Linked DNA regions of Mus musculus: all the other regions are linked to region 6. The links are chromatin contacts, called in public HiChIP or PLAC-seq and promoter capture Hi-C maps. All regions are on one chromosome and are shown on one strand. The core of a region is the stretch at or near the end of the contact, and the rest is flanking DNA. Distances in the headings are between cores, read along the strand shown.

Region 1 (4,131 bases), core at 1,320-3,819, 870 kb before region 6:
CTGCGTGCCAGCCTCTGTTTCTTGAGTGTGAATCCGAGCTGTCAGCCCCAGGATCACAGCCTGCATGCTTTCTGTGCTGAGCCGCTCCTGCAGCAGGGCTCGACTGCAGTGGGCACACTCCTGCAGCAGCTGCTGGAAGCTGAGCAGGGGAAAGGGCCACGTGTGCACCAGCTCACGCAGCACAAGCGTCTTTTTGTCCATGAAGGCCACCTTGAAGAGCAGAGGGAAGAGTTCCCGGGGCAGCAGGGGCAGGGCCTGGCATGCAGCTGGCTGGCACTGAAGGACCTGACGCGTGCTGAGGAACACAAGTGTGTGCATGGTGCTGGACTGGGCAGACAGCCACCTGCAGGAGGGGGAGTCTTAATTAGACAAACTCTGGGCCAGAAGCAGGCCACACCCTCCCCAAGTTATCAGTGGTACAAAGCCCACCAAGGTATCTGATATGGAGTTGGTAGTTAATAGAGGAGAAATGCACAAAAGATAAGTTTCTAGGTCTGGCTTGAGACAATGTCTCACTGTATAGCCCAGGCTTGTCTTGAATTTGTAGCAATCCTCCTGCCTCTTCTGGGATTACATGCTGTGCCATCACACTTGGCAGGAACAATTCCTAGGAAGCACTTAGCACTGTGCAGAGTGGACAGGAGACATGGGGGAAACAAAGTGTTGAGCAGAACATACATAGTGCAGCTGTGTCAATGACCTGTCTGTTAAAAGAAATAGCTCATGCTCTGCAGGGCCCAACACTGATACTTTAGGTCTCCCAAATGACAATGACTCAGAAATCCTTCCTCAGAAGTCTAGTAAGGGCTAGGCATGGAGTTGTACACCTTCAATTCCAGCACAGAGGAAGGCAAGAGGGAGGTAGATCTATGAGTCCGAAGCGCACCTAGTCTATTTATAGTCTGTTTATCCTTACAGTGACATCCTAGCCAAAAAAAAAAAAAAAAAAAAAAAAAAGGAAGGAAAGAAAAGAGAAGAAGAAAAGGGGCTGGGAGACGCCTTTCTGTATAGCTCTTACTGAACATGAGGACCTGATTTCAGACCACAGAACCTATGTAAAAGCAGGATACAGGTGACACAGCTCTGTAGCCAGCACTGGAGTCAACAGAAGACTCCCTGAACCTTACTGGCTGGCTAGCCCACTATTGAGTTCTAGTAGATTTGCATGTTTGCTTGTAAAATGGGGGTGGGAGGGTGGGGTGGAGAAATGGTTCAGCAGTTATGAGCATTTACCGATCTTGCAAAAGACCCCAGCCTGGTTTCCAGAACCAACATGGTATGTCACAGCCACATGGAACTGATGCAGGTGCCCCCTTTTGACCTGAAGCTTTCACATGCACATGGTGTATTTTCCTACGACTAGGGAAAGTAAATATTTTCTAAAGTGAAGTAAATCCCAGACCTCTCTTCCCACCAGACTGACAACAGAGGATTCCTCCAGAGCCAGTAGCCTAACATCCTGACCCTCCACGTAGATGTGCCTTTGGAGTTAAAGAAGTCTAACACAGCTTAGTGAGTGCCAGGCTCTGGGGTTTTTTTTTTGTTTTTGTTTTTTAAAGGATCCTGTGAACAGATGGTGTGCAGCATCTGAGACCAAGGCCCTGAGTTTGAACTCCAGAGATAGCGGATTTCTAGGGTATAACTAGGCAGAGAAATCCCTGAGGAAGAGCAACTCTCACCCTCTGTGGTCCTTGTCTCCTATTCGGGTACCTCCTCTTCACTGAGAAACCATGTCTTAAATTCACGAGATTCATAACGATCCAAGCCAAAACTGCTAAAGCGTTCCAGCTGAGAAGCCACATACAAAAGATCCTGAGCCTGAATGATTCTTGCTATCCTGGGTCAGTAGACTTCCTGTGGGCAAAACACCTTACCCTCAGAACTATGCTACAGTCCTCAGCCCACAACAGAATGGAAAACCAGGGCCTAGGCCTTACGCAAAGCCGCAGCAAGGGACAAGACTGGGGACCAGAAAGACTGATGAAGCCCAGGGTTTGCTTGCTTCTAACATCTCCTACGAGTCCTTAAGGCACGCGTCCCTGGGGAACCCCGCGTGACTGTCCTTGATCTGGCTCTAGCTTAAGATAATAGGACTGCCTAACTGACAGGACAAGCCAACCAAACACCTGTCATAAGAGGAACCGGTGGCAGCCCGCCTGGCCTCCAAGCAAGGATTGCTTCTGGGTGATGCTACTGCACACAGGACACAGCGGTCTCTGCGGCATACAGACGCGCACGCTCGGATCCTTGGAGAAAACAAAAAGCCCGGAACATCAACTGACCCGGGCGAGCCTGGAGCCACAGGCCGAGACCGGCCTCGCCCGCCCCTAGGTCTCCCTTCGCTTGCGGCCCATCCCCGCGCGCCGGCGGCACCTCCCGAGAATCCGCCTCAGCCGTGGTCTTCAAGCGCCAGTCCCCGTCGAACCTGCCGTCCAAGTGCCCTGACCACTAACGGCTGCTTGACTCTCAGCTCGACTCGAATCCCAGCCCCGCGGCCCCCGCTCATCCGCCTCCCCGACTACCAAGGCCTGCAACCCTTCCTCGCCCAGCAAGCCTCGCCCAGCTCCGCGCAGCGCCGGGGCGCGCTGTGATGACGCAACAACTCATAGGCCCGCCCCCTCCCCGGGGGGCTCAGAGCATCTGCAGCACCGCCCGGCGGCCGCTCTCATTGGCTAAGGACAGGACTTTACGGTGGCGGCGGGAGATTTCCCCTAAACTCACGTTCGGGCTGCCATGGAGCGGCTCGCGACCGTTCGCGCGCGGCTACAGGAGTGGGAACGCGCTTTTGCACGGCTGCACGGGCGACGGCCAGCGAAGGTGAGGTGGAGTTAGGGTCCGGACAGGGGCGGCAAGTGGGGGATCCTGGCGCAGCCTGTTGCTGACAAGCTTCTCTCCTAGGGGGATGTGGAGGCGGCACCTGAAGAGACCCGCGGTGAGCACTGGGCTGGTGGACCAGGGACAGGGCGAATGTTAGTGGGTATGCCCCTGACCGCCGACTTCTGCCTTCCCAGCGCTCTACCGTGAGTACCGTAACCTAAAGCAGGCGGTGCGTCAGGCTGACGACAGACATCGTGTCCTAGAGCAATCACTTGCCGAGGCAGCTGAGGAGGTATCAGTGAATCCCACTCTCAGCGGTCTGTGGTCCAAATGGCAGGAACCGAGAGCATTTTGCAGCCGTGCCTCCATGGAGCACAGAAGTTGGGTGGCCAGGTCCTCCCATGGGGGTTAGGGGAAGCTTTAGAGGCACTTCTGTGCCCATGCCATCTTTTAAACTGGTCTAGGTTGCTACTATCTACTGCAGGCACAGGAGCCAAGCTGCTGGGGTCCCCACCTGAGTCGAGCTGCAACGCAGAATACGCAGTCTATGCCAAAACAGAGCCTACTGAGTTCTGTACAAGACTATGGGAAGAGGCTCAAAGCCAATCTGAAAAACACAACACAGGTAAGACGTGGAGGTGAACCCAGAACTGCCTTTGGCCCTTGGGTGGTTTGCCAGGGTCCTTCTATGTCCACCCTTCCTTATAGCACGCACGTACGCTCCTGTAATAACTGGGACTAGGTTCCTAACGGTGCTCAGGCATCTCCACTCTTATTGTCTGTCCCAAACTTCTGCAGTAACCCAGGTCCTGAATTCCGATTTGCTGTTCTGTCTTTCTAGACTGGACCAACCCAGAGCAGAAAACTCCAGCTTCAGAAGAGATCCTTGTCCACAGTTCCTGCCCCAAGGCCACCAGGCTCAAAGACTGAATCCCCCTGTCCAGACGAAGCTGACGATGCACTTCCTCGGGTTCCTGAGCCCCGGCCGAGGCTGGGCCAGCTCCAGCAGCTCCGATCATCCCTCAGCCGGAGGTTGACTTCCCTAGACCCTGGTTGGTTAGAGAGGTGTCACAACAGAGTTTCAGATCTTCTAGAGGTTCCGGGTGCTTGTGGGCTTGACCTGAGTGCAGAGGAGTCACAGCCTCAGATGTCAGGCAAGGTGAACATCGCTGATCCTGACATCCAGTCAGAAGTATCTGTACAGAGCCCAGAGGCCATAGCCCAACAGCCAGCCCAGGTTTTGTCACAGAGCCCCAAATCCATCAACAGTAAAGGCAGGAAGCGGAAGTGGAATGAGAAGGGGGAGGACTTTGC
Region 2 (3,970 bases), core at 349-2,848, 830 kb before region 6:
TTTCTATCACTCAGGAAAACACGGGTTGTTACACAGCCCATAAGCAAAAAAAGACTCGAAATGACTGGAAAGGAGTTGGATGACTTATCCACACCTAAGAGACAGGAGAACCGCAGCAAATTTGAGGCTAGCCTGAGCTATACGGCAAGTTTAAGGTCAGCTTAGGCTACATAGTGAGACCCTATCTCAAAAACAAAAAGTAAAGGAACTGGTGAGATGCCTCAGAGCTTGAGAGCACAGGTGGCTGCTTTTCCAGAGCACCAGGATTTAGTTCCCAGTAACCACAGGGTGGCTCACAACTACAAAATGACAGTTCCAGGAGATCCACAAAGATATCCTCTAACCACTTACACGTGGATCATGGCATGTACCCACCCCAAAACGATAAATAAATAAATAATACTTAAAAGAATTATTCCTTAAAAAAAAAAAAAAAGAGGCGGGGAATAGGAAGGCCTGAGCCAACAGGGAAGGAAGTCAAACCAGGCCTTAGGAGAGGAAAACCCTCCCCGCCTCCCGCCCCCCCCCCCCAAAAAAAACCTCCTTGGGCAAAAACTAGCAACAGAGGCAGACTAGCAGCCCTTGAGAGACCTGAAAGTCCCATCACCATGACAACATGAAGCCAGCGGGTTAGGGCAGGTCTCATTAGGCCTCCAGTCCCTCAACCCAACCGGCTCTCATGCTGAGCTAGTGGCAGCTTTGGTTTCCATGAAGTGAATCAGGTGGCCTTCTAAAGAGCCAGGGTGTTTAAAGCAAGACAAAGCCTCCAAAGAAAACCCCAATCCTATAAGGGAAGACCTAGGGAGCAAAGACACCCAAGAGGGCTCACTGAGGTCTGCCCTCTCGCCTCTACCTTCACCACCCAAGTAAGGATATGGAAGAAAAGTGGAGCAGTCAGGAGTCAGCTAACTTTGCTCTACCTCCCAAGCCAATACACACTTCTCTTCTGCACCCGTAATAATTAATCCTCCTTGTCTCTAGCCTCTAGCACTGGTTCCGTCAGGAACCCAAAGGAGCCCAAACAGTTTTCACAAGCTCATTTACATTCCTCTCCCAACCACAATCCAGGAGGCACAGCCTCCAGAAAAGGGGCACTTGAAGCCGTAAGAGGCTCTAGAGTGTGCTTTGACTGAACACCAAAGCCCACATGAAGCACAGGAAAGTCCCTTCGCGGTCCTAAGGTCAGAATGAAGACTGTCGATGGATTTGCCCGACCAACAGGTTGCAAGAACTTCCTTCACTGATAGGTTTCACAAAAACAAAAACAAAAACTAACAACAACAAAAACCCACCCTCCGCTGGCCGCCTCGCTGGCGCCCCTTCTGCAGGCCCCTCACGACCCGCTCCATTGCCGGGCCAGCACCGGGCCGCAGAAGAACCGGCGCTGGCTCACCCGCTATGCCCCGCCCAGCCGTGCTGGGCCTCCCCCGCGTCCCCAGATAGACCCGACCCTCACTCACAATCGCCGGCCTTCTCACCTGGAACCTCCCTGGCCGCTCCCTGAACCCGGCCCGGCCGACCCTGGAGCCCGGCGCTGCTCCAGGCGCCACGGGGGCGGGCCCCGCGCCCATCCTCGCCATGGCAACGCGACACTTCCGGCCCGAGGTGTCCCGAGCGGAAGCCGCGGTGCTGGGCGGGAAGGCTGGGCGGGAAGGCTGGGCTGAGTCGTTTTGCGAGGGCGGGGCCTAAGGAGCGTCCTCCAGGGACAGAGTCATCCACTGTAGATTGACAGGGGCGGGGTCAGCTCCGGTAGCTGATTGGTTGATACTGTGGAAGATTTTTTTTTTTTTTTTAATTCCCGTGCTCTATTCTGTGGTACTAACACCCTGATGTCCGGGGTAGGGCGGGAAGGGCAAATGTTCAGGTGTTCCCGGAAGGGTGATCTTTATTTATCCTATCCTTTGATTAAAGGGTAGGAGTCCCTCGTTGCTCGAAAGAGGATGGGCAGCAGTTTGGGTGATGGTTGGACCCTGGGACACTGTGATCAGGGAGAAGCAGTCCCGATGAGGAGCCTTGAATGTCAGTTCAAGGAGCCAGGCTTTAACTGGAACCAAGGAAGGACCAGTGGAAAGGGAGACCTCAGACTTGCAGGAGAGAATGTCTTCTTTAGTGAATAGGTCTGAGGCCATAGGGATATTTGACAGGTGAGACACAGGAACTCTCAGCTAGAGCTCTGAGGACGAAAAGCAGAGGGGCAGGAGGTGATAGGATTGGGGGTGGGGAGGGGAGACAGATGAGAGCTAAAAGAAGAATCTGAGATAAGATCACAACCCAGCCAGGGGCAGAACTGTCAGAGGAAGTGAAGTCCCACTGTGCTCATCCTCCTTGTGTGTCCCCATTCCCTCCTCCACTCATGACTGTACCTTCCTTGGCACCTGCCAGGGTCTCTGTCCTGTTGATGGTACAATGGGGAGGGGCTTCACAGGAAAAGGTGAATTCTCAAAAGCTTTTAGTGCTCATGAAGGTCTTGGATTGTTGGCTCTGACACCAACCTCTGCCATCAGCGCTCTAATCAGACCCTCAATGCAAAGCTGCCCATTGTAGTAGCCAGGAGAACTTAGAACATAGATGGTGACTGAGCCCAAGAATAGAGCCACCAATTAGATGGCCATGCCTATATGGGCACCTACAACATACTCATGGGAAGATCACTTAAGTCTCTGTATCCTCCTCTTGTTCCTGAGGACAGACTCTATTCCCTTTTTGGTCCAGAAGGTCTGTCAATCTGTATCCCCACCCCCATCAAGTCCTGAGCAGACTCCCCACCTAAGGCTTGACTTTTTTGTTTGTTATTGTTTTTTCTTTTTTCTTTTTTTTTTTTTTTTTGTTTGTTTTTTTGAGACAGGGCTTCTCTGTATAGCCCTGGCTGTCCTGGAACTCACTTTGTAGACCAGGCTGGCCTCAAACTTAGAAATCCGCCTGCCTCTGCCTCCCTAGTGCTGGGATTAAAGGCGTGCGCCACCACTGCCCGGCAGGCTTGACTTCTTTTGGCTGCTTTGTCTTAACCCCTGGGAATTCCCCATCTCTCTCAGGGTAGTTTTGCTGGAGAAGTCACTTCCCGTCTGTTTAATGGGAGCTAGGGACCTAGCCCAGGCAGATAGGGTATTCTGGGGTAGACCTCTTTCAAGGGCTTTTCCTTCTAGGTTTTAGGGTATGCCCAGACACCCAAAGGCAACCTGGGAGTGGAGATTGATTTCGGGGGCCACCAAAAGTCCCTACTGGAATCTTTTCTGCCCTTCCCTCCAAGATTAACTGAAACCTGCTAATTGTGGCTGCCCACACACGTTCCCCTCCCCCACAGCCTCTTTCTGTCACCCCTCCCCCTTTCATCAGAATGATAAAGAAAGGGCCTGGCCTGCCTGTCCCAGCATGGCCTCGGGCTGGGACCTGGCCTCAACTTACACTCCGACTACCCCGAGCCCCCAGTTAGCCCTGGCTCCGGCCCAGGGCTACCTCCCTTGTATGGGGCCTCGCGACAACTCTCAGCTGAGGCCTCCAGAGGCAGAGTCTCTTTCGAAGACCCCCAAGAGGAGGAAGAAGAGATACCTACGGCATGACAAGCCCCCCTACACCTACTTGGCCATGATCGCCTTGGTAATTCAGGCCGCACCCTTCCGCAGGCTGAAACTGGCTCAGGTGAGAGAGTCCCTCGTGCTTTGGGGCACAACTATCCCAGGCCTGATCCCCACTTACTGTAGGCTCACGCTTGGCCTTTGCCTAACCCACTTATCCTTGCCTGTGAGAACGGTCCTGAGTCCCTTCTCCCAAAACCCCCAATCCACTCTGCCCTCAGGCACAGACCTCTGTCTCCCGGAGAAGGGATGGATGCCCCGGGGTCGGCTGTAAAAGAGGGAGAGGGTACTACTCCAATCCTCACCTCACGGCGCCAAATACTGCCTGATTTCAGATTATCCGTCAGGTCCAGGCAGTGTTCCCCTTCTTCAGGGACGACTATGAGGGCTGGAAGGAC
Region 3 (3,867 bases), core at 1,003-3,502, 670 kb before region 6:
CTGTTTCTTTTCTTTTTTTAAAAAATATTTATTTATTTATTTATTATATGTAAGCACACTGTATCTGTTTTCAGACACTTCAGAAGAGGGCATCAGATTTTCTGTTATGGATGGTTGCAAGCCACCATGTGGTGTGTGTGTGTGTGTGTGTGTGTGTGTGTGTCCCCGCTTCTGTTTCTTTATGTTAGTAGGCCAAAAGGAATGGAAACAGCTTCCTGGAGGGTTTTGATGAGCCCTCTTCTCCACCACTGCAAACTCTCCGAAGCAGGTTTTCCTTGGCCTGCTTGTAATCCTAGGGTGCTGGGTTCAGCCTGAAGCTGTTTGTGACTTTTTTTTAAAATTAAATTTTTAAAAAACATTATTTATTGTATGAGTGCTCTGCTGCATATACACCCACATGCCAGAAGAGGACATCAGTTACCCTTATAGATGGTTGTGAGCCACCATGCGGTTGCTGGGAATTGAACTCAGGACCTCTCAGAAGAGCAGCCAGGGCTCATAACTGCCGAGCCATCTCACCAGCCCTGTCTGCACACTTTTTTTTTTTTCAAGACAGGGTTTCTCTGTGTAGCCCTGGCTGTCCTGGAACTCTATAGACCAGGTTGACCTCGAACTCAGAAATTTGCCTGCCTCTGCCTCCTGAGTGCTGGGATTAAAGGCGTGTGCCACCACTCACGTTAAATTTCAACAGTGAAGCTGTCTGCATATCGCAATCATCCATTCCAGCCTTTCCTCCTTGAATCAGGCCCTGGAACTCTGACATCGGTGCCATCTCTTTGGCACAGGTCTCCATAGAACCATCCTTCCTGATGGCTCTGGTCATCCTCTGGTCTCTTCACTCCCATGGCCTCTTGGAGGCTGACAGCTGTAAGGCTGAATGTCAATGAATAGCTGTCTCCAAGGAGGACTTTCATTCTCTTGGATGGTGTGGATTCATCTCTGGCTTTAGTGGCAGCCTAGGCCTCAACCTTCCACTTTTAGTTTTTGGTTTCAAACTGGAAGCTGGTGTAGCCAACGTGCTAGCCCAGGAGAATGTGGAAGCCTCGTATTCACTTAACAGAGGAAGGAGCGGGAAAGGCATGGCAGAGCTCACACGACTTACCTTCACTTCAGGCTCCCAAAGAGACTTTTTCTTTCACTCTGCCTCCTTTTGGGGTCACTATTCACAAAGACCTAGCCCTTGCCTTGCCAAGGACCAGATGAAAGACTGGGCCAGCAACAAAGGAATGCTCGGAGACACTGACCAGGTTGGCTCTGATCCACAAAAGTCCAAGCCTGGGTTCGCTTTTCTCTGCATATGTACAAAGACACCACCGGCAGGGCAGCCCAGATTGCTCATCATGAGATGTGTCGTGAAGAAAGTGTGACCTGAGGGAAGGAGTCAGTGGATACTACAGAAGTGGAGGGAGCTTAATAGGAAGACTAGTAGCATCCTGTAGGAGAGGCTACCAACCTTGTCCTATAGAGGTGCTTCTTAGGCCTGCTATTCCCCAGAAGAGAAAGCCACTATTCTCCTTGGTCCTTTATAGTGTTTCTGAAGGAAATTAGGTGCTTCCTCAGGTCTAGAATGTATGCACGGCGGTGTCTAAATCAGGCACGTTGCTTGTCGGGCCCTCGACAGCACTGTGGGGCGGTAGAGGAAGAGGCCATGGTGACTGGTGAGTTGCTTCTTTTAACTAACTGGGCAGTTGCACACATTTGCTGTAATGCGAAGCTGGGTATTTCTCCAGTTTGATCCTTTGACAGGCTATGTGCTCCAAGGTACATTTAAACTGGTTCCTGCCTAGCAGCTAGGGATCTTTCGGAGAACGATGCTGCCAGAGCAGATAAGTCTGTCGGTTGTGCGCTCAAAAATGGATTTGGAACCGCAAGACGTCAGCGCAGTTTCATAAATGACCTACACTCAAACCGCTGCTGGGGATGACGAAAGGATGTTTTTACATAAGTGGGACAAGAGGCAAGCAAGAGGTCAGAGGAAGTGCGTAGCTGCCAGGGAGCCAGGAGCCGGGGCAGTTCTCCTCCCGCTTGCTCCTCGCAGTGAGACAGCACCTCGGACCTCTTCCACCGAAGTTCACAGCCAAGCTGCACACTAGTTGCTTCTGCCAGCCTGTGACTGCAATTCCCAGAGTGCTATACGTCACCAGCTCCCGGTGCCTTCAACTCCCAGGAGGCTCCGCGCTCTGCTCCCGCGACTCCCAGCGTGCTCCGCGTCTTCGATTAGGCTCCGCCTCCGCTCGGCCTCGGACTACAAATGGACTCTCCAGTTGACGCCACAGCCAGTCAGCTGCTCCGCAGCATCGCAGCCTCAGCGTCGCAGAGGTAGTCGTGCGCTGCGCCGGCTACGGAGGCCGGCAGGGGGCGGCGGCGGAGGCCGTTGCTCAGGGTCCAGAGGCGGGGCCGCGGGCTCCAAGCGCTGAGAGCCGGCGGAGCACGACTGGGCCGCGACGAGGTGCGGGCCGAAGCCATGGGCGACCGCGGAGGCGCGGGAAGCTCTCGGCGTCGGAGGACCGGCTCGCGGGTTTCCGTCCAGGGTGGTAGTGGGCCCAAGGTAGAAGAGGACGAGGTGCGAGACGCGGCTGTGAGCCCCGACTTGGGCGCCGGGGGTGACGCGCCGGCTCCGGCTCCGGCTCCAGCCCATACCCGGGACAAAGACGGGCGGACCAGCGTGGGCGACGGCTACTGGGATCTGAGGTAGCGGAGTGCCTGATCCCCTTACATCTGACCTCTCCAGTGACGCTCCTAGTTCTTAAAAGTTGGCCACAGCTTTGCGAGTTACGCGGCCGGGGCTCCCCTGGGGCTGTACTGGGACACGGGCTTTGGGGAGAGGGTCACTTGCCAAGGTCACCCAGGTGTGGTCGTGTAGCCGACCAGGGAGTCTGGGTAGAGGAGTGGGCAGCAGCCCCCTTTCCATATTGCTTAGGAAAGTAAGCACACCTTGAGGCAGAGTCCCTTGAGGTCCTTTCTGAGGAGTGGGTAGCAGGAAATGTGAGCCCCGGGGGGGTGGGGGGTGGAGATGAATGGGCTTTCTTCAGTGGAAGGAGGCTGATGTTTTCCAGGGAGGGTTATGATGAAGAGTTACCTTTGCAAAAACTACGAGGGGTGTCCTGTGGGTAGAGAAGGCTGCTAGAGGCTCCAGAGGACACACGCCTGTTTGAGGCGATGGGTATGGGCGTTTGCTCGGGGCAGAGGACAGTACAGGAAGCTTTCTAGTACTAACAGGCTGCATGGCTTATTCACCCCTCTTCCAGCAAGTAGGAGGGCCTGAAGGAAGCCCAGCTTATGTTACCAGAATGACTTCGGGCTATAGGGGCAGAGCTGACTACTAAGTGAGACTTTCATCCCGTGGTTGGAGTACCGGAGAGAGGTTTGGTATGAACACACCTATGGGAGAGGCCCTGCTTAGCTGAAGAAATGGAGACTGTCTCCTACAAAGCCGGCCCTGAGACTCTTTTTGGTGATCATCATGGGACCCTTTAGTAGCTCTGGGTTAGGAAGTACCTGAGGGGCTTGGAGGAAGTGGCTATCTAGGGTGGCAAAGTCTGGTTCTCTTTGTATCAACAATCTTTTTCTAGTGGGCACGGTGCCCCCCACGCCCCAGCTGCCCTAGGGTGTTCACAGTTCACCCAGGAGATAAGATAACTTCAGTGTGAGGCAGGTATGGCATATTATGAACAAAGGTCAGGTAAGGAGGCCTTGGAGGCAAGAGTGGGGGAGGAGGTTGGCCCTCCTTAGAGGGATCATGATTTTCTGTAAATCAAAGCTGGTCTTGAGAGAGGCTGGCCTCCCATTTTCCACCTGAAAAGATGTTGTGTGTGTGCGCTCTCTCTCAAACAAACACACAAACAGGGTTTCTCTGTGTAGCCCTGG
Region 4 (4,131 bases), core at 1,040-3,539, 630 kb after region 6:
TTGTTGCTCTTACAGAAGAAGCCCAGTGTTTGATTCCCGGAGCTCACAAGGTGGTTTGCAACCATCCCTAATTCCAGTTCCAGGAGAACTAAGGCTCATTTGAATACAAAAGTAGACAGTGCCTGAGGAACAGGGCTTCAGGATGTCATCTGAGCTTTGAGTACATAACATAACATTACATTACATACATTCATACATGTTCACCCACATTTATGGACACACACACACACAAAGACACAGCACAGTGTAAGATTGTCTAATGGCACAGCAGAAAGGGAATCCAGTCTCTTAGATTCTTACAGTTCCCCAGGCAGTTATATCTAGGACCTACTCCAGGAGACAGGCAGGCTGTGGTCAGGAACAGTGGATAAAAAGGCAGGGCTGCTCCTGCCTTGTCTATATGGAAGATTTGCCTAGAAACTGACACTTCGGAGGGGCTGGTATGTCCTAAGATCTCCTTTCTATCAACATTCCTAAGTCATTCCTTTAGCCTAAGCTCCAGATTCCTTCTTTATATGCAAAGACTCATTAGATGCTTCCAGCTCTCCTGGTCTGTCAGTGATCCAATGAGATCCTAGACATAAAGTACTGGCAAGAGCATCACATAACTGCACTGATGACAGATGAACACCATCCATGCAAATGGGCAGCCCTGCTTTAAAATCCACATTTCAGCACATCCCTGGACTCCAACGTTCCCCACATTGCAGGAGTCTCACTTCAATCACAGGAAAGCTGTACTTGGAGGGAGGGAAACCATGGTCCACAAGTAACAGACCCAACATTTGCTCCAAAGCCACACTCAGCCACCTTTTATAGGCCACAGGGCACATACCCACAATAACTTCTTCTTCCTGAGTAACACAGAATCCATCAGAGTAGGGGCAGGTCATTGTTTTGCAGGAAGTCTCAAGTGGGACCCCCAGGCAACAGTAGCACTCCAGCCCCTGAGCTGAGAAAGAAGACAATACATGAGTGCTAGGGCATGCCCTTCCTAGGCCAAACATGTCCTCTCAATGTCTTTAAGTCCACACAGCTGCTGGCCACTAGAACAGAGCAAGGACATTGCTGCCCATTCACCTCCACGAAAAGCAAAAGCAAAACAAGAGCATCCATTGTTCAAATGTGCTCTGTACTGCTGTCTCAACTAGCCAGCCCCACAGAAGAGACCTGCACCCCTAGAGGTATTTGAGACACATTCACCATATTGGGAAGACATAGATACCAAATGTCTGCTGAACCTGTGAGTGGGTGTGTAAGTAGTTACTGGGGCCCTCAGATGGAGAGGGCTCTTCTGACCTGTCCCACCCTTAACATGCAGAGCTGGCCCCTGGTTATTGGCCCATGACAGATCACATAACTTCCCACTGTCCAGCTCAAAGCTGAGGCTCACTATGAGGCTTCCCCAAATAAAGATGTGACTAGAAGTATAGAGGCATCTGAGAGCTCAGAGCTCTTAGAGTTGTGAAGTTCTGGCATTCAGGTCTCATTGGCTGGGGCAAAAGGAAAAGCCAAATGTCAGGCATTAAGGATTCCACACCACTTAACTTGGCAGCTGGGAGGAAAAGAAGGCTCTGCCAGTTTGTGTGCACACAGGCCAGTGTCCTGACTGGGAGGCCAGGGCAGCAGGGTAGAGTCTAAGGACAGACTGCTCTGGTGGCCAGGGTTCCTGGCACAGGTAGTGAGGTCCAAGAGTCCTTCTGGCATGTTTTGATTGTTGCAAAGCAGGGTCTGGTTTACAGACCCAGTAAAGCACCCCAGCACAGGAGGCTTCACCCACCACAAGCAAATCCCCAGTCGACTGGCCACAGCATACCCAGGGTCCTGGGCACACAATAGGAGTACCTACAACCCTGAGGCCCTTTTCCATCTCCATTGTACCCTCCTGCTCCTCTCCCATTTTCCATCTCACCTCCTTCTGCACACAATAGGGCCACAAGAAGGATGAACACACAGGTCCTTGTAGCATGAGAACTGTCCATCCTTGGAGAAAGGGTACACAGATAAAACCTTGGAAGTTGGAGCCAGTTAATAAATCACCAATCACATCCCTGGGCTCTCACAGAGCTCAGGCATCCAATCTTCCCTCCCTCCAACCCCCACACAGCTTTCACCAAGGAATACATGTCTGTCTACTTCTCTCACCCACCACCCACCCAGCGTTTCCTTCATAATCCCACACTCCCACCACAGCCCTATCCTGAGGGCTCTTCCCTTTGTCACCTAGCAGCTCCCTCCTGACACCAGTCCTTACTTCCTCCCGGACCAGGTTGCAGGCACAGTGGAAAGGTCAATCAGATGTGGACTGAAGTACTTTACTCTTTCCCCAGCTCCTCCCAGCTGGATTCCTGAAAAGGGAGGGGCTTCAGTACTTACTTCCTTCTGACCATCATGTTTATTTTGTAAGAGATAGCATGGTTTGTTGGTGACCTAGTCAGCTAGATTTATATCAGTTGGTGAGGGACAACCACTCAGTTGGGGCGGGACCATTATTCAGGAGGACTAGGATGTCAGAAGAGCAGGGGCCACAGGTGACTTGTGCTTGCCATTCAGAAAGCAAGGTAAGGGGGCAAATGTTTGTGAACCTACAACCTCTCATGCCTTTCTCACAGCGGCTGGCTCCTTTCTATTCACTTCTATAAGATTCGGGATGCACTTTAGACTTTCCTCTTAGGTCAGATGTTAGGCACGTCTGATTAGGTTCTCTCCTATCTTTTACAAGCCCTAGGCAGAGGGGAGAGGAAGCCAGAGAAACGGGCAGTTTACATTGTTGGAACTAAAGTCCACAGATTCTTTCTCATTATTTTTTCCTTTTAGTCTTGAAGGCTGGGTTTGAGAGATGAGAGATGGCTTGCAGATACTTTGGTACCTGTTGGAGTGGCTAGATCACGGCACAAAGCCCCTCTCTGATGGATATTAGAGCAGGGTGGGGGGAAGAGATTTAACTATAATTTGACTTCTAAGTTACAACAATAGTGGGCCGATGATGTCCAGATAGCTTCCTTACCAAGAATAAAAAGACTAGTGAGAAATAGTTGTCTAAATAATATCACAGATGGATTCAAATCTAATGTATAGGGAGTGTGATCTCCTGAATTGTTTAAAAAGAATATACCTTACTTTTAAAAAGAATTATGTTTTCACCATATGTAATAGCATTCATATTCTCATGTGCTTTTAAATTTTTAAAATATTTTTAAATTAAGCTGTTACATCATTTCCCCCTTCCTTTCCTCCCATATAACCCACTTGGACTCCCAAATTTTATTTTATTGTTGTTATCCCCAAACAAAAACACTTGAACACATATGTTCCTGACTATATAAATACAAGGTGCTCAGGCTGTATAATGTTAGTTGTAGGAATCTGATTTCAGAGCTGAGTACTTGGCCTTAGTTTGGGAGCTCTTCCCCATGGAAGACTGTTTAACTCTCACAATTACTTTTTGGTACCTGCAGTTCTTTGTCTAAGGCTGGGACCTACAAGGTTTACCCTTCTGTGATAGCGGGTCTGTCTGTTTTTGTTATCTGGAGCCAAGTCTTGTTTAGGCAGCCATGCTGTCAAGATTTCATAGGTATGAGAACACTTCCTACTTGTCAGGGTCAAAGGGACTGCCACTCTCCCAAATTCTGGCACCCATTTCCTTCTTTCCCAAACCAGTCATTCATCATTGCTATCAGAAGGGACAAGTGGCACTCTGTGGTACCTACTGGCATACCAAGACAGGCCCTGGCCTTCAGGCTCCCTCAGTACCTGTGGCTCCTCTCAGCTGTTCTCACCTGACCCCTGTCCTAAACATCCCTTGCTTCTCATTCCTATATAACCCTGCCATTTGAACCATGAACCTTCTTGTCCCCCCCCCTTCCTTTTGCTCTCTCCTTTTGTCTTCCTCTCTTTTTCATCCTCCATCACTCCCCCCCCCACCCACCCATGGCATGTTTGGTCTACTCTTTTCCGAACTCCTCCAGATGCCTCTAGCTGTACTCTCCTTCACATCTTCAGTAAAGCCTTCCCCTCAACCATACCTTAGAGCAGTCAGGCCCTCACATTACACACTGTTTCCTGGGCTCTTAGAGTTTTCCCACTTTTCCCATCTTCTTCAGTAAACTCCAGAGCTGTGTTGTAGATATA
Region 5 (3,608 bases), core at 883-3,382, 980 kb before region 6:
AGGAAAAAAGACACAGTCACCACCTGCCTTAGGATACACTCGAAGTGAGCTTCTGGCCCTCGAGGACTTGCTAGCCCGGTTAATTTCATTTTTGCAAAGATAAATAGCCTTGCTGCTTGTGCGTTCCTTTCTGCAGCATTTAGAACGTCTGTTTCCAGCCGCATTGCTGAGGGGGCTGGAGACAGAGCAGGAGCCCTCATCCATACCTAAGAGCAGAGCCCAGGATGACTCAGCAAGGACGTGCTAAGTGTGAGCACAGTGGAGATCCCCAGGGCTTGGGTCTGCAGCACTGCGGGGTGTGGAAGGCTCTGAGCTCTCTTGGTCTGGATACAGATGGAACGCTGTGTGCAGTCCTGGAAGAGCTTTGGGCCATTTTATTTGTCTGCAAGTGGAATTTAAATACGACACAGAGAAATGAAGACATGAGCTGGAGATGACCTGCCACTAGCTTGATGGCCCAAGTTCCATCCTCGGGACTCAATAGCCGAAGAGAAATGACTCCTTTAGAGTTTGTCTTCTGACATCTCTACAGAGGTCTTGACACATGCAGCCCTACAGACATACAAACTAAATAAGCAAAATATTCTGAAGGCTCATTTTCACCATTTTAAAAAATGTGTGTGTGTGTGTGTACACATGAATACTATTGATCTCATGGAGCTGGAGTTATAGGTGTTTTGTTTTGTTTTGTTTGTTTGTTTGTTTTTTGGTTTTTTGAGACAGGGTTTCTCTGTATAGCCTTGGCTATCCTGGAACTCACTCTGTAGACCAGGCTGGCCTTGAACTCAGAAATCCGCCTGCCTCTGCCTCCCAAGTGCTGGGATTAAAGGCATGTGCCACCTCTGTCAGGCATTATAGGTGGTTTTGAGTCACCTGACATGGATGCTGGGAATTGAACTTGAATCCTCAGGAAGAGCAGTATTTACTCTTAATTGTCAAGCCAAGGTAAAAAAAAAGTTTGGTTTTTTTTTTGTGTGTGTGTGTGTGTGTTTTTCTTTTTAAAGTAAAGAACTGGTGTCGGGCAGTAATGGCCCACGTCTTTAATTTCAGCACTAGCAAAGTGAGGCAGGTAGATAGCTCTGAGTTTGAGGCTAGTCTGGTCTACTGATCGAGTTACAGGACAGCCGGGGCTACACAGAGAAACCTGTCTCAAAAAACGAAAACATGAACAAACAAAAACAACAACAACAACACTGAATATTCCGAAGTCTGGGAGGGTGACAAACGCACTTGTAATGTGTTAAAGACGGATTTTAAGTTTGAGGCCAGCCCGGGTACACAGAGCAAGAGCTCGTCAAATACAAAAAACCCAAATGGCAGCTGAGGATGTAGCTCAGTAGGTAAAGGGCTTTCCTAGAATGGGTTTCACCTCCTCAGCTGTGTAAACCGGATATGGTGCCTGTAATCCTCGCACAAGAGAGATGAAGACGGGATTAGAGTTTCAAAGTCATCCTTCGCTACATAGGGAAGTTGAAGGTCAGCCTGGGCCATCTGAAATTCTCTCTCTTAAAAAAAATTAATAAGAAGTTAAAAGGGCCATGGAGTGGGTAGAGGTGCTCTCTGTGCAAGCCTGATGATGCGAGTTCCGTCATTAGAACCCATGGTGAAAGGAGTTGTCCTCCGATTTCCACACGGACACTGTTGGCACGTGCGTGCACATGCTTCACACACAATACACATTACAAAAAAAAAAAAAAAAATAGAAAAGAGAGCACATTTAAAGCTGTGCCTGAGTTACTACGAGAATAGTCAAGGAAATAAAAGGAGGAAAATAATAAAGGGAAGTTACAAACATGGAATACGCAGAGTATTTTAGACAATAGCTACCTTTCCAGAGTCAAGGAAGAGGTATATCTCAAGCTTAGGAACCCCAGCAGGGCTAGAACTAATAGAGTCACGCCACACCCACGTTAGGACACACCTGAGGTGACCCAGACCTCCAGAAGTGGGCGGGTACAGGTGAGAGCGGAACGGCCGGCTAGCGCGGCATCGGGGGCGGGGCCTCCGACAGAGGCAAGGCTCCCTCGGAGCTCCCGAGGGGCTGCGCGGTGGCGCAGGCGCATTGCAGCCTCGCGGGCGGCGCCCCCTGGCGGCGCCACCATCCTCGCGGGGGCGGAGTCGGAGGCGGGGGGTTGCGCTTGGTGACGGGGGACGCGCGGCCGCAGCGCACTGGACCAGCGGCGGAGACCCAGGACGTGAAGCGCTGGCTGCGGCGGCGACGGCGGCCGGGAGCCGCCGGGAGCTGGGGCGCAGCGTGCGGTCGGTGATGAGGGGCAGTGGCGGCGCTCCGGGCGCAGGGCCGGCTGGTGAGAGCGCGGGAGGTGGGCGGCGCGGGCCGGGAAGATGGCGGAGAGGCCTCGCTGCGGCCCCACGGCCTGGCCCAGGCGGAGGCCCCCCAGTCCAGTCGTGCTAGAAATCGGGGCCCCAGGTGACCCGGTAGGGGAGGGTCCGCAGGAGGACGCCGCGGCCAAGGGCCAGGGAGTGTGAAGGCGGGTTTGCGTAAGAGCAGGGGCCCGAGGGTGGTGGGTGTGAGGGTGCCATGGTCTGCACGCGTGCCCGGCCTTTGGATGGGCGTGAGTGCGTGTGTGTCCCTGGCCAAGATAGTTGTGTGCGAGCCCTTTGCTTGAGGTGGTTGGGGTTGGGGTGGACCTGATGGTGGGTGTGAGATGTGAGGGTGCCCGGCCTGCAGACAGGTGTGTGTAGTCAGCCCGAGGACAGGTGTGCGTGCGTTCTGTGTCCAGGCCCAGAGCCGGTGGTGTGCTTGTGCCCTTTCTGTGCACTGGGCTCCGGTCCGTTTGGGGGTGGTGAGAGATAGTGCTTGCCGAACGAGGATCTTGCGGGCTAGGCTTTGTCCGCGATGCCCGGCAGTCGGTGGGCGTCTCTGGGTCGGGTCGTGGCTTGCTTGCGCGTGGTGCGCCCTGGCTTCGCGGCAGGGCCTCTGCGGCAGGCTCGGGTGGTCCTCTCCCCGGCCTTTCAGACTTGGAACTCCCTGGGCGCCTGCTGTTTGGCAGGCGTGGGGTGGGTGGGGGCTGCGAGCCGGCAGGCTGTGCATCCCGGGCCAGGCAGGCTGTCTTTATTTTAAAACGTGCTGCCCGCTTCGGGCGCGGCAGCTGTGGGTGTGTTCCATGCTGCTGCTCACCGCAGCTGCTGTGGGCGCTACGCAACCTTCAGCCGCAAAAATGCGGCTGGACCCCCTCCCCCTTCAGTGTTGTTCGGGTTGGCCAGGCCTCCAGTGACCTCTGCAGAAAAACGTACAGTTGCAAGGCTTCAGTTCCTCCCGTGGTGCAGACAATACGGACGTTTGTCTTTGGGAGCTAGGGAGGGCAATTGAGCACTGCGTCCTGGGCGCAGTCTGTAAACAGCAGGTGGTTTTGTCCCTGCTCCCCTTTTTACAACGAACGTGGGGGGAAGGGAATTAGAAGGAGAGGTGTGACTGGATAGTCCGGAAAGCCAGTCTTCAAGGGATTCTGAGTGCCTAGGAGGGAATAGAGAGATGTGACTCCTTCCAGCTCGTGGTCTAATCAGCTGTCTTGTAAGAGTCTGGAGCAGAGTGAAAATGAGTGCTGGTTCTGGAGCCAGACTGACCGCCCTTGAGTCATGACTCCTCC
Region 6 (3,856 bases), core at 817-3,316:
AAAGGGACCTGTCATTTCTCCAGCTCTGCCTTCTGTAGCACTCTAGGCTCTGGTTGACTCCATTCCACTGCTGCTGCTGTTCCTGGTGGTCATCCCATGGTGCGGTGCTGGCATCTCTAATACGCTGGGATTTCTCACTGCAATTAGGCGTCGTCAATAGCCTCTCATAGGCTCCCTTTAAGGTACCTGACCTTAACTTCTTTGCATGATCCCTCAGGCCTGGGCCATCAACTGCAACTCAAGCTGCACTTTCACCAATGGCCTTCCCTGGCATCTCACAGTGCCAAGCTAAGCTGCTCTCCATAACACTTTACGCCTTCAAAACTAGTACCACTTGGGTGATTCTTATACATTACCAAGTCTGGCTTCCAGCATGAGGTACATCCCCGGCTATTTCTAGAACACAGCTTCTTTCTGCTTTTAGAAAATACTTCCCAGAAGATTTCACCTCAGTGATGCTGGTCTCTTCATAATCACCACTAATTTCTTAGCTCCAGCTAAACAGCATCAATTGCCCCAGTAGTCCCTTCTATTCTTGACTCTAAAGCCAGAGCCACATGCCCGAAGCTGCTGAGTTCTGCTGCTTGCTGGAGCTGGGACATGGGCACCTTGTCTTATGACATTATCACCAACCTTTTGTTTTTCAACTCCTTCAGTGCCTAACTTGGCTGTCCTGGAACTTTCTCTGTAGATTATGCTGGCCTTGAACTCAGAGATCCTCCTGCCTTTGCCTCCAGAGCACCTGCCTGTCTCTAGAATGCTAGGATTAAATGTGTGTCCCATCACTGCCCGGCCTGCCCGGCTATCTACCCTCACTTCTTCTTTTTTTTTTTTTAAAGATTTATTTATTTATTATATGTAAGTAAGTACACTGTAGCTGTCTTCAGACACTACAGAAGAGGGAGTCAGATCTTGTTACAGATGGTTGTGAGCCACCATGTGGTTGCTGGGATTTGAACTCCGGACCTTCGGAAGAGCAGTCGGGTGCTCTTACCCACTGAGCCATCTCACCAGCCCCTACCCTCACTTCTTAATGCTTGTCTTACAGGTATTCACTATCAAACCCAGCTTCTAGAACTTCTTTTTCAGGCGTAACAGTAGACTATGCAGATGTAGCTCACTGGTAGAGGCTTGGCCGGACTTGAGGCCTTAGGGCTCCAAAGATACTGCACATTCCTACATAGTGGCACACTCTTAATTGCAGCACTTGGGTGGCAGAGGCAGGCAGATTTCTGAGAGTTCCAGGCCAGCCTGGTCTACATAGGGAATTCCAGGACAGACAGAGGTACATAGCGAGATTCTGTCTCTAACAAAACAAATCACTGGATAATATCCCATTTCCATGTAAACAGTCATTCGGGTTAGCTATTATAAATAATGACATACAAATATGTTAGAATCGGTGTTTTCTACGCGTTGGTTATACACCTAGACGTGGGACTGTCTGATCACGTGGTAACTACCGTGAGTTTTTTTTTTTTTTCAGTATTTTCTAGAGGTTGCAGCCTTTCCTACTAAATGCCCTCAAGAATTTTCTTAACACCTGTAATCATCCGAAAAAAAAAATTGCCTCCGATTCCTTTTCGCTGTTCTCGTGCTGCTGCGGCAGCAAAGGCGTTAAAATGGCATCCCTTTGATTCCAGGTCCGGAGGCAGAGGAAAGAGAACTTCCGTAAGTTCGAGGCCAGCCTAGTCTACATAGCGAGTTCCCCAGTTATGTTTCTCTCCAGCCAGAAATACATCCTGTCTCAAACAAATAAATTGATAAAAGGAATTCCTGGGTCTAGGGGAAACTGTTAGCAACCTATCTCCTCCAAGTCTTCCGAGGAACCCCCAGCGGTGGAAATGATGCGCAGGAATTGGTGCAGAAGCCAGATTGCGGGCCACTTCCGGGCGCTTCAAGATGACGGATTTTTCTCGTTCTGCGCATGCGTCCTTCCAGGGTTGCCGGGGCGACGGTGCCTTCCAACCCCGTGTCCACGCATAGTGAAGTTCGGCGTTCTCTCCTCCCCGCCTGCGGGGACCAGTCGCGCGGCGATGACGTCGAGGGGGTCTGGCTAGGCGTCGCGGACTCCGGAGATGGAGGAAAAGGAGCAGCTGCGGCGGCAGATACGCCTCCTGCAGGGTGAGCTGGCTGCGGTCGGGCCGTGTGTTCCCTTGTTTCTTGTGATCGCCGTAGACCCTCTCCGAAGCGAGTGCTGTCGGTTGCGGTCTCCCGATGGTCGTCATGGGTGGGCATCGGAGCGGCCGAGTCGGGTTCGGCCCTCGCGTGACAGACCCGCCAGGCTTCGGGGCGAGGGAGCGGGCCGGGCCTCCAAGGGGCTGTCAGGAGATGATAGCACGGTGGTCTTACCAGCGAGTGGTCGCGGCAGCCGACTTCCAGGTTCGGCTGGCTCGGAAGCGTTTCTCTTCCGCTGCCGTTGAGTGCCTTTGGCTCGATTCAGGCACAGCCCCCACGTACTCAGGGCTGACTACCCAGGCACCAGCTTCAGCTTCAAATGTTTAGACTCAAGTTGGTCTTTATAAGCGTTCATATCGTTTTCAAAGTTTCCCCCACAAAAGCATGTCCTAAGGAGAGTCCAAGTGGCCTTCCTATTTGAGACTACTTCGTGCGTTTCCCTAACACCCGACCGGAGGTGTCTGGCAGGATTCGAGGGTCGAGGCAGGCCCTGTGTGTGTGTGTGTTTGGTTATTGGGGATCCAGCGAGCCTGCTGGCGTTCCTTCACTCTTCTTCCAGGGCTCCATGAGTCACTTCATTGGAAAATCCTTGTGGTGGTGGTATCAGGTGTTTTTCTGTAGGAGATGATGTTAGTTAGCTGTTGGGTCATCATTGTGTTTTTGTTTTTTTGTTTTTTATTTCTGTCTGTCACGTACTGGGTTAGAGAAGCGTCAGTTCTGAGAAGACAGTTATGCACTATGGTGCAGTCCTGCAATTTTCCCCGTGAGTGGGTAAACTACAGGGCCTCAGTGGAAGACTTGTCCAGTTCTTACCCAGGCACCACAGGTTTCTGGTCCCTGACTGTTTTTTTTTGTTTTTTTGTTTTTTTTTTTGGTTTTTTTTGTTTTTTGTTTTTTGTTTTTTTTGTTTTTTTTTTTTTGGTATAGGGAGTGACACTTGCTCTCAGAACATTGTAGATCTCATAGGCCAGGGGGTAGAAGCAGTCATACCACAAAAGCTGCCATCTTCAGGATAAGCAAGCCAAATACTAATAGTGATGGAGAAGTGCTCACAGAATTGACAAGCCTAGAGATTTGGACTGAACTTTACATGGTTTCCAGTCACTTAGGACTGCTCTCAAGTCAGCAAGGCGAGCAGGTCTGGAGTATTAGGGTAGGGGTAGTAGTCTTGATTGGTGCTGTTTTTATTCACATCTCCTAGGTAACTGAGCGTGTGATTCTGCCTTCTCAGGTCTAATTGATGACTATAAAACACTCCACGGCAATGGCCCTGCCCTGGGCAACTCATCAGCTACTCGGTGGCAGCCACCCATGTTCCCGGGTGGCAGGACCTTTGGCGCCCGCTACTCCCGTCCAAGTCGGAGGGGCTTCTCCTCACACCATGGCCCTTCGTGGCGCAAGAAATACTCCCTTGTGAATCAGCCTGTGGAATCTTCTGACCCAGCCAGCGATCCTGCTTTTCAGACATCCCTCAGGTCTGAGGATAGCCAGCATCCTGAACCCCAGCAGTATGTACTGGAGAGACAGGTCCAGCTCAGTCCAGATCAGAATATGGTTATTAAGATCAAGCCACCATCAAAGTCAGGTGCCATCAATGCTTCAGGGGTCCAGCGGGGGTCCTTGGAAGGCTGTGATGACCCCTCTTGGAGTGGCCAAAGACCCCAAGGAAGTGAGGTTG
Region 7 (3,593 bases), core at 663-3,162, 840 kb after region 6:
AAGTGGCATTGGGAGGAAGTACACTTAGTTAAAATGAAACCTGTGCTTTATGACTCTTGGTAGTGAGGAAAAAATATGTGACCCTGGCTAGTTAACACAGGTCATTCATTCTCTGAATAGGGGCATGGGCTTGGCTAAGGTTTGACCTATTGAGTGTGAGAATAGTCAGGCTTCAAGGTGAACTGGAAGGCAGGAGAGAGGGCTGGGTGTGTTTTTGTCTTGCATGAAGACTTCTCTGCAGAGGGCCTGGCTTCTCTAGCACAAGCCTGGCAACATCTGGTACCTCTAACTCTAAGATTACTCAAGTACACTGTAGCCCTCTCCCAGAAGAGTTAATGTGAGTGGTCTGTCAGTAGAATGGGCAGGAGTCCACCACTAAGGGAAGCTAGCTCCCCAACAATGGGGCTGGGTGGAAACTGGAGGACTCATGAGAATTCCTAGTTTAAGACTTTTAGAGAAACAGTGCACGGCACTGTGGTTATATGGCCTTTCCCTCCAAAGAGAAGGTGATGGCCCCGTTGTCATCCTGGAGTAGGGATAATGTTGGCCCAGGAGCCCTGGCAATAAATAGAGTCAGAAGAGCAAAACAGCAATAGGTCTGTGATAATGGGCAGAACTCTCTATACTCAGAAGGGAGGACTGTCACCTGGGGTTCCAGCCATGACTCCCTCCTGTTCTCCGCCAAGCACAAGTGGTCTCAGAAGATACTAGAATATAGAGGATACAGAGGATTTACTGAAAGAGGGACTCCGTGTACTGCTTTTATGATGGGGTGAGATTTGGTGGTGACTAAGCTGCTCAGAATTTATGCATATTCCTGTAAGTGACCTCACCCATCCTCTGGGGGAAAAAAAGCCTCATAACCTCATTGGGTGGTGACATTGGCAGGGTTTATCACTTGGATCTTTCCTTGCCGCTTTTTCTTTGTTTGCAGAGGCTTGCTGTCTCCTGCTCTTTCTTTCACATACACTTCTTCATGCATGAGCCAATACCGAGCACAGCATGTGACAGAATTAGAGAGACAACATTTCTTGCTTGCTCTCTTCCTCTTACCACTGTGCTGGGTTATGCGGTGTTGGAGGCAAACTGTTTGCTTATATGATATATTATAGGGTAAGAAGGAAGGGGTTTTTAGTGGTGCTCGGGCAGAGGCCATGGAGTGTAAGCAGCCTTCCCTGCTTAAGTGGGGTGCGCTCAGCTTCACTGATGCTGTGGTCCATTTTGGGACTCAGTTGTCCTGTGAGCACAGCTGTTCATTTGCTGTGGTATCATCTCAGGATGATTTCCAGCTCAGGTCTCTACCTCTGTCCAGCACACACAGCCCCATACATCCCCAAACACATCAGACACTGCTTGGTAACTTCCATCCCAGTTGCCAGTTAGTTCTTGCCTCAGGACTCTCACTTTGTGGATGCAAGAGCCTACTGGGGGCTTGCTCACCAGAGCCAGTCTTTAAGTATTTGTAAATTGTTTTCCTGCTTATAGGAAGGAGGGCCATTGGCTCTGAGCCACTGCAAACCATACCTTCTATTTAGACACAGAAAAAAGCCAGGTAGTGGAGGCAGAAGTATCAGCGGCTGTTGTGCACCCCTTTGATAGCTGTGTGTTGGAGCCAGCCTGTTCTACTGAGCAAGTCCTAGGACAGCCAAAGCTACACAGAGAAACTTTGTCTCAAAAAAAAAAAAAAAAGTCAAAAAAAAACCCAAAATAAACAAACAAAAAACACGAAGCTAAACAAAACAAAAACTAGTAAAGGGCTGAGCAACTTGACTTCTTCCCTTGCTTTCTAATTGGCAAGCACAAGTCAACTGTGGCCTCTGGCCCTCGGCCCTCTCAGTTCTCCTGCACCATGGTTCCTCCCCAACTGCTATAAATCTGGCTTGATCAGGTCACAAACAAATCTTGCTACCTCTTAACCAATAAACATGATGGCCTGGAAAAGGTTAAGTACTGAAACCCCTCCCTCTTCAGGATGCCAGCTGGGAGGAGCTGAAGGAAATTAAAGTACTTCAGTCCACATCTGACAGAACTTGCCACTGTGCCTGCAACCTTGTCTGAGAGGAAGTAAGGACTGGTGTGAGGAGGGAGCTGCTAGGTGACAAAGGGAAGAGCCCTCAGGATAGGGCTGGGGTTGGGAGTGTGGGATTAGGAAGGAAGAGCTGGGTGGGTGGTGGGTGAGAGAAGTAGGCAGACATGTATTCCTCAGGGAAAGCTGTGTGGAGGGTTGGAGGGAGGGAAGATCGGATGCCTGAGCTCTGTGAGAGCCCAGGGATGTGATTGGGGGTCTATTAATTGGCTCCAACTTCCAAGGTTTTATCTGTGCAGCCCTTCTCTGAGGATGGACACTTCTCACACTACAAAGTCCTGTTTGCTGATTCTTCTTGTGGCCCTACTGTGTGCAGAAAGAGGTGAGGTAGAAAATGAGAGAGGGGCAGAAGGATACAATGGAGATGGAAAAGGGCCTCAGGGTTGTGGGTACACCTACACTTCCATTGTGTGCCCAGTACCCGAGATGTGCTGGGGTCATGGGATTGGGAATGGGCTTGTGGTGGGTGAAGCCTTCTGTGGTGGGGTGCTTTACTGGGTCTGTAAACCTGTCAGAACCTGCCTTGCAACCATCACCACATACCAAAAGGACACGTGGAGCTCAGTATCTCTGCCACAGAACCTGGCCACCAGAGCAGCCTGTCCTTAGACTCTACCCTTCTGCACTGGCCTCCCAATCAGGACACTGGCCTGTGTGCACACAAACTGGAAGAGCCTTCTTTTTCTCCCCAGATGCCAAGTCAATGGATTTGGAATCCTTATTGCCTGGACTTTGACTTTTCCTTATGTCCCAGCCCATGCCACATGAGACCCAAATGCTATGCCTTCTGTACTCTAAGAAATTCTGAGCTCTAAGATACGCCTATACTTGTAGTTACATGTGTATTGCAGGAAGCCTCATGGTGAGCCTCAGCTTTAAGCTGACTCTGGGAAGTTCTGTGCTTTGTCATGCTCCAATACCCAGGGGCCAGCTCTGCAGGTGTAGGGTAGGACAGGTCAGAAGAGCCCTCTCTATTTGGTGGCCCCAGCATCTACTTACACACCCACTCACTGCTTCAGCGGACATTTGGTATCTATATCTTCCCAATATGGTGGCTGTCTCTTTAATATCTCTTGGGGTGCACATGTCTCCTGTGGGGCTGTGTAGCTGAGACAGCAGTACCAGGCATCTTTAAACAACAGTGGTTCTTGGTTCACTCTTGACTGAACAGTAATGTCCTTGCTCTGACCTAGCAGCCAGCAGCTGTGTGCAAGTAAAGACATTGGAGAGGAGGGGTCTGGGCTAGGAATTGCATGTACTAGCCCTCATGTATTGGCTTGTCTCTCAGCTCAGGGACTGGAGTGTTACCAGTGCTATGGAGTCCCATTTGAGACTTCTTGCCCATCAATTACCTGCCCCTACCCTGATGGAGTCTGTGTTACTCAGGAGGCAGCAGTTATTGTGGGTAAGTTCTTTGTGGCCTATATAAAGATGGCTGAGGGTGGCTTTGGAGAAAATGTCGAGTCTGGGCACTTGTTGTGGACCATGGTTCCCCTCCCCCCAAGTA

Evidence for each region. Promoter capture Hi-C pulls out the DNA fragments that hold promoters and counts their contacts. HiChIP or PLAC-seq counts read pairs in DNA pulled down with a chosen protein or histone mark.
Region 1: a promoter capture Hi-C map of pre-B cells shows a contact between it and region 6, with 3 times the contacts expected there. The contact joins the promoter of Lrrc14 here to the promoter of Zc3h3 in region 6. A contact is called at or near these places in 1 of 39 promoter capture datasets (pre-B cells) and 2 of 115 datasets of contacts at active chromatin or transcription factors (bone marrow-derived macrophages and pancreatic cancer cells).
Region 2: a contact with region 6 is called in a promoter capture Hi-C map of liver, with 2.0 times the contacts expected there. The contact joins the promoter of Ppp1r16a here to the promoter of Zc3h3 in region 6. A contact is called at or near these places in 2 of 39 promoter capture datasets (both in liver).
Region 3: a promoter capture Hi-C map of stem cell-derived epiblast-like cells shows a contact between it and region 6, with 3 times the contacts expected there. The contact joins the promoter of Dgat1 here to the promoter of Zc3h3 in region 6. A contact is called at or near these places in 5 of 39 promoter capture datasets (hippocampal neurons, liver, pre-B cells and 1 more).
Region 4: a contact with region 6 is called in a promoter capture Hi-C map of liver, with 2.7 times the contacts expected there. The contact joins the promoter of Ly6g2 here to the promoter of Zc3h3 in region 6. A contact is called at or near these places in 2 of 39 promoter capture datasets (the 3T3-L1 cell line and liver).
Region 5: a contact with region 6 is called in a promoter capture Hi-C map of pre-B cells, with 2.7 times the contacts expected there. The contact joins the promoter of Arhgap39 here to the promoter of Zc3h3 in region 6. A contact is called at or near these places in 1 of 39 promoter capture datasets (pre-B cells) and 2 of 115 datasets of contacts at active chromatin or transcription factors (bone marrow-derived macrophages and pancreatic cancer cells).
Region 7: a contact with region 6 is called in a FOXA1 HiChIP or PLAC-seq map of pancreatic cancer cells. The contact joins the promoter of Ly6a here to the promoter of Zc3h3 in region 6. A contact is called at or near these places in 2 of 115 datasets of contacts at active chromatin or transcription factors (embryonic stem cells and pancreatic cancer cells).

What each region holds. Positions count from the first base shown.
Region 1 is chr15:76,709,079-76,713,209 of GRCm38.p6, reverse strand. It overlaps Lrrc14 (leucine rich repeat containing 14), which reads right to left and starts at 2,569. Exons shown (of 4, transcript NM_001358891.1): 1 at 2,283-2,569; 2 at 1-343. The coding sequence starts at 318. It overlaps Recql4 (RecQ protein-like 4), which reads left to right and starts at 2,651. Exons shown (of 22, transcript NM_058214.3): 1 at 2,651-2,817; 2 at 2,899-2,932; 3 at 3,012-3,109; 4 at 3,302-3,442; 5 at 3,659-4,131. The coding sequence starts at 2,734.
Region 2 is chr15:76,669,271-76,673,240 of GRCm38.p6, reverse strand. It overlaps Ppp1r16a (protein phosphatase 1, regulatory subunit 16A), which reads right to left and starts at 1,598. Exons shown (of 12, transcript NM_001358933.1): 1 at 1,479-1,598. It overlaps Foxh1 (forkhead box H1), which reads left to right and starts at 3,293. Exons shown (of 3, transcript NM_007989.4): 1 at 3,293-3,636; 2 at 3,908-3,970. The coding sequence starts at 3,370.
Region 3 is chr15:76,510,379-76,514,245 of GRCm38.p6, reverse strand. It overlaps Dgat1 (diacylglycerol O-acyltransferase 1), which reads left to right and starts at 2,252. Exons shown (of 17, transcript NM_010046.3): 1 at 2,252-2,691. The coding sequence starts at 2,465.
Region 4 is chr15:75,214,536-75,218,666 of GRCm38.p6, reverse strand. It overlaps Ly6g2 (lymphocyte antigen 6 complex, locus G2), which reads right to left and starts at 2,289. Exons shown (of 5, transcript NM_001371105.1): 1 at 2,255-2,289; 2 at 1,913-1,983; 3 at 836-952. The coding sequence starts at 1,982.
Region 5 is chr15:76,816,690-76,820,297 of GRCm38.p6, reverse strand. Arhgap39 (Rho GTPase activating protein 39) reads left to right here and starts at 2,132. Exons shown (of 12, transcript NM_001168288.2): 1 at 2,132-2,306.
Region 6 is chr15:75,840,118-75,843,973 of GRCm38.p6, reverse strand. It overlaps Zc3h3 (zinc finger CCCH type containing 3), which reads left to right and starts at 2,066. Exons shown (of 12, transcript NM_172121.1): 1 at 2,066-2,124; 2 at 3,410-3,856. The coding sequence starts at 2,079. It overlaps Gm34851 (a long non-coding RNA gene), which reads right to left and starts at 469. Exons shown (of 2, transcript XR_384203.2): 1 at 1-469.
Region 7 is chr15:74,996,350-74,999,942 of GRCm38.p6, reverse strand. Ly6a (lymphocyte antigen 6 complex, locus A) reads left to right here and starts at 1,912. Exons shown (of 4, transcript NM_001271419.1): 1 at 1,912-2,064; 2 at 2,326-2,408; 3 at 3,375-3,491. The coding sequence starts at 2,339. All of the region lies in intron 1 of Gm28068 (a long non-coding RNA gene), which reads right to left.